Linked DNA regions of Hordeum vulgare: region 1 is linked to region 2. The links are chromatin contacts, called in public Hi-C maps. All regions are on one chromosome and are shown on one strand. The core of a region is the stretch at or near the end of the contact, and the rest is flanking DNA. Distances in the headings are between cores, read along the strand shown. Region 1 holds the start of LOC123426401 (tRNA-dihydrouridine(20/20a) synthase-like). Region 2 holds the start of LOC123426399 (probable carbohydrate esterase At4g34215).

Region 1 (2,700 bases), core at 130-2,629, 460 kb after region 2:
AGATTTCAATCCCAAGAAAGTAACGAAGAGGTCCAAGATCAGACATAAAAAACTGCTCACTAAGACGGGCCTTTACAAAGGTAATATACTAGGGGTCATCACCAGTGATGATCATGTCATCAACATAGAGAAGAAGAAGAGTCCGACCACGAGGAGAAAGGTGGACAAACAATGCTGGATCATGAGCACTGGCTGAAAAACCAGCAGCAGTTACCACAGAGGCAAATCGCTCAAACCAGGCGCGCGGGGCTTGCTTAAGGCCATAGAGAGAGCGACGAAGTCCGGGCCGGAGATGAGGGCGGACAGATCTTGCGAGCACCAGAGATCGACGGGGGCGGACCTGAGGAACCAATCCAGCACCAGATCGACGGGGGCGGACTTGAGGAACCAATCCAGCACCAGATCGACGGGGGCAGACGAGATCTTGAGAGGCGGATGCTCTCCATATGACGAGAGCCCGAGATGTGAGCGCACCTGGCCTCGAGTTCCAGCGGGACTCAGGCACGGGATCGAACAGGACTCGGGAAGAGGAGACAGCTGCGGCTGTGGATCGGAAAGAGCACGAGTTGCGCGTGCAAAAAAGAACCTGGGCTCTAATACCATGTTAGGAATATGCAACTTGTATTTTCATGAGGCCATAGGCCAATATATATACATGTACAGGCGTGGACTATATGCACACAAAAAAACTTATACAATGGGATAAATACAAAGGAGTACATGGCTATATTATATACTATACTCTAACACAATCAATGCCAACAATTCTAATCCACATGAATCAAAATATCTAGTCAGGTTAAATGAAATCAGTTACTATCCCAAAGCACTCAAGCTTAATGGCACCGGACCAAGAAAGACCAAAAGTGGCTAACTCACCAACTTATCTTTCTGATGCACAATAGTCTCGGCGACCACCATCTCTGTATATAACCAGGCGTGCCTCGATATCAGCCGCGCGAGCGTCCTGTAGTGATTGTCTGTCCAGTCCATCATCGGCGCCACGCTGCAGGAGCAGGGGGGTGGGGGCAAGAAAACAAGCATCAGTCAGCTCCGACCATGGCCAGGTACATCGACCAACCCCTAGTGCCTTAGATATCTGAATCCGCTCACCTAAACAAGGGAGGAAGATACTCCCCGGGGGGCAGAGAGCTCGCAGCGCGACACGGCCGCAAGCCGTGAGCGTGTGACAAGAACCGCCCGGGCTGGCTGCGGAGGAAGAAGATGCCGGGGTTGGCAGGCACTAGTGACGGGAGCAGGGCGTGCCACGCGGCGGACCTCATCGCGATGGCTATCTGAGTCCCCGCTCCCGCACGAGGCGGCGCCGCTTCTCGCGCGTTACGCTCGGGTACTGGTGAGTGGTGCGGCGGCTCGTTGCCTTTGCCGGTCGATCTGAGGCGGCGGCGGCGACTGTGCAATCGTGTAACGCTACGGGCCACTTGAGTAAATGGATTTGCACCGGAAACAAGAACATCTACTATGTAAATCCGTCTGTCTATTAAATAATGCATTTTATAATTAAATATTAAAAATTAATTTTTTTTAATCCATAATATTACATATAACATAAACATAATAGTAAGCGGAGCTCGTTCGGCTCCATCGTGTTTATATCCGAGGGCTAGCTCCGTCCTTCATAATGTCGATCCGGTCGCCGCTGAGGTAGCACTACTAGGGAAAACCCTACTAGTAGCGCTGGTTATATTATTAGCAGTAGCGCTGGTCCACGCGCTACTGCTATCGCGCTACAACTAAAAACTAGCAGTAGCGCAGATACAGGCAGCGCTACTGGTAAGTTTAGTAGCAGCGCTTGATCACAGAAAGCGTTGCTGCTAAGCAGCGCTGCTGCTAATATTTTCCAGCGCTACTGCTAACGTTTACTACCAAAACGCATCATCATCGACAATATTAACAGTATTCAGAATGCATCATCACATAACAGCTCATATAACTCATATTCATATAACTCATACTCATTTAACAACTCATATAACTCATATAACTCATACTCATACAGCTCATACCCATATAACTCATATTCATATAGCTCATACTCATATAGCTCATACTTATATAACTCATACTCATATAGATCATATTCATATAACTCATACTCATATAGCTCACATTCATATAACTCATACTCATATAACTCATACTAATAATCCAGCTGACATCTCACGGTGCAAGCGGTGGCAACCCAAAGATAAGGAACCATCACCGGATCATGACTCGGGTAATGTCCGTGAAGAACCTGACAGGTATTGAAGAACTTGGCATCCAACGCAGCCATGTAGCCATAGACGTGTTCGTCCTCCTCCCTGACACGACGACGTACCACCTTCGTGGGGGCAGGCTCCCTCGTCACCGATAATGGCTCGCGCGACCGCCACCAAAGAAGCTCCGGGTCAACGATGAGACCCGGATTCCGCACCAAGGTGCGACCCCCGGAAGATAGCACCTCCCAGTGCCAGCCCGGCGAAACCCAGTCCCGCACATGTTGGAGCCTATCAAGCACGTGGTCGCCACCTACTGGACGACGAGGATGCGGGATGGGCATCGTCGACGTCGAGACAAATTCCTCTGAAAAAATTTAGCTCGCGTTTAATGTTTGAACCGAATATTACATGGCAACATCTCATATGACAAATTAACCAAGTTCATATGACAAAAACTAATTAGCTCATGTTCAGGGGATCA
Region 2 (2,800 bases), core at 108-2,607:
ATTTAATCCAAATGACTTGCTTTTATCCCGCTGATCATGACAAATTTTCATAGTACACAAAAAGCCTAAGAAGTAAGATGAGATCACGTGAAAACATTTGACCTGGGAACCTTACAGAGTACTCCCTCCGTCCCAAAATAAGTGTCTTAAGCTTAGTATAACTTTGTATTAGAGCTAGTATAAAGTTGAGACAATTATTTTAGGACAGAGGGAGTACATACCACCGCCAAATCCGGTTATCCACAAAGGGCCAAGGTAGATAATTCATGAAGATTTACTCCAGAATGGCTTAATGATGCATTGCTTGATCTTTTTAAGATAATGAAAATAAAAAATGTCCCTTTCTAAGATGTGAACTACTTTACATGTTTCTTTTGCTTAATGAAATTTATTTAAATTTGTCATTTTTCAATGTTTTCAGGAAGATAAGAAGTTACACCTCGAGCATAAAGTTATTTGGTACAAGTACTATTTATAATTTGACTAAACAAGTGATTTTATCATTGGATCCAACCGGTATGTCTTGCACTCTTCAGTTTTTAAGTTATGTCATATTTCTGTGATGTATGCCATTTTTAGCGTTGTACTCTTGCTGAAAGATGGTGGAAAATAAGACTCTAAACTTAACTAATCTGTAACATAGTCAAAAAAAAAAGGAGACAATAAGTGAACCCAATGGCTAAATTCTCTGGCTCCGCCCCTGATGCCAAGAATGAAGACAAATTACACTATTTACCTAGCGCGGCCATCACCTGAATGAATGGTAGATGCGGCATCCCAAGATCTGCCCTGATATTTGCTATCAGCCTCTCCACGTTCCCCTGGTATGCCGCCGTTTCGGCATCGGACTCTGCATCGCTCTCCCCCTGGTACCACAGCACGGCCTCGATCTCTCCGCACTCGGTCGCGGCGCGCGCGCGCCGCACCATCTGCTCGTACAGGTGCTCCCCGCGGGCCCACTCCCGGATGGCCGTGCCGCCAACGGCGCACGGTACGAGCCCTACCCCGGCGGTGCCTGGGGGCTGCAGCTCCGGGAGAATGGCGCGGGCGAAGGCCATCCCGGGGCCGACGCCGCAGGTCTTGGTCGTGTCGATGTCGGCGTGCAGCGGCTCGTGGGCCTCCTCCCATGCGAGCGAGGCGGAGAGACGGAGGATGGAGGGGTCCGGCGCGCACTCCGGCGGCACGACCCCATCCCACCGCCGCTGGTGCACGCCGCCGCGGCCGGCCATGTTGCTCTGCCCTGACAGAAGGAAGATGCGCATGACTGCGGCCTGCGGGAGCAGCGGCGAGGAAAGTGTGAAGAAGAGAACACAGCGGCTTCAAGCGTTACGCCCGTTCCTTGCCCGCAGGATTCTACTCGTACACAATATGTACTAGTCTTCTAGTATGACACTAACACTCTGTTTGGATGTTTGCATTGGAAGCCTTGACATTCCATTGGATTGAATATCAATAGGGAAAACCTTTTCCTCAGCCGGCTGATCCGTGCTAGACATCGGTCGGACGTGTTGTCGTTCGATCGAGTCGATCGAATGGCTGCCTGGGCTATCTCTTTGTCCCACGTCCTCCCTATGTTACACAAAGATGAAGGAAAATAATTCTGCAACAAGCAAATTGTTTCTGAAACTCGACCGTTGTTTCAGGAATTAACGAGTGCAAAATTTATTTCTCGTAACAAAGCGAAAGTTTCTGCAACTCGGTCGTCGTTTCAGGAATGAAAGTTTCTGCAACTCGGTCGTTGTTTCAGGAATTATAGGATGCCCGGCTGAAGCGGATCGGACGGCTGCGAGCGTGCAGATCGGGACAACTGCGCGTACATCGGACGGACCTCCAGGTGACGGATGTTTACTAAACATCCGTCGGTAGATGGGTAGCAGCCCCCATATCAATATCATATTATATTGATATTGAGATTGAATGTCAATATTTTTGTTTGGATGTTTAGGTATTTGGAACATAAATTTGGAGTAAGTTGCAAAAAACCACCATATTTAGGGACCCTAAATTAAAAAATCATTGCCTTTCGTTTTTGTTGTGAAAAATTATCACTTTTGCATTTACAGTTTGTCAAAAACGCTGATCGTGCGATCAGCGTTGTTTGAGGGCAAACCTGACGCACGGGGTCCGCTGTCGGGTGTTTGTGGCCCGCACTCGTGGGCTGCCGTTAGACGGCGATAGACAAAGCAGATAAATTGCAAAAAAAACCACCACATTTAGGGACCCTAAATCAAAAAACCACCACCTTTTGTTTTTGTTGCAAAAAAACGTCACTTTTGCATGTGTGCTCCTTCTCCCTCGACCGCCACATTTAGGAACTCCTCTTCCCTCGACCGCGGGGACAAATCTTTCTTCCCCGCCCAGTCTCGATGATGGCATACGGGATGAAAGTGAGAAGCAGATGCCTATTTCAGAGATTGTTTCACCTAAAGTATATGATATAGATGATGCATGTGTGCTCTATCCAGCTCACTCCGGTGAAAGAGCAGAGTGTTCTGCTCCTATTTTAAGTGTATACGCACAAGATTCTATTAGAGATTACATTTTCACTCAGAAGAGCTGCAATGTGAGAAAGGGGAAGGACATTGCAAGTGTCAATGAGCTAGATGGATTTCTCAATGAGTTTGCTGATAGCATGCCAGTAGTGCAAGAAGTTCACATGGAGGAGGAGGAACTATTTATGGAGAAAGAAGTTACAAATGCTGACAGCTCTGAAGATGATGATGATAGTTCAGATGCTGATTATGACACGGGGAAGGATGTAGTTGGAGAGGAGGAGAATAAGGATGTTGTTCCCCACCAG

What was found. A called contact is a pair of places that touch in the nucleus more often than the background predicts.
Region 1: a Hi-C map of leaf shows a contact between it and region 2, with 5 times the contacts expected there. The contact joins the promoter of LOC123426401 here to the promoter of LOC123426399 in region 2. A contact is called at or near these places in 2 of 6 Hi-C or Micro-C datasets (leaf and seedling).

What each region holds. Positions count from the first base shown.
Region 1 is chr2H:394,627,065-394,629,764 of MorexV3_pseudomolecules_assembly, forward strand. LOC123426401 (tRNA-dihydrouridine(20/20a) synthase-like) reads right to left here and starts at 1,380. Exons shown (of 12, transcript XM_045110235.1): 1 at 1,114-1,380; 2 at 880-1,006. The coding sequence starts at 1,283.
Region 2 is chr2H:394,163,907-394,166,706 of MorexV3_pseudomolecules_assembly, forward strand. It overlaps LOC123426399 (probable carbohydrate esterase At4g34215), which reads right to left and starts at 1,358. Exons shown (of 3, transcript XR_006622186.1): 1 at 753-1,358.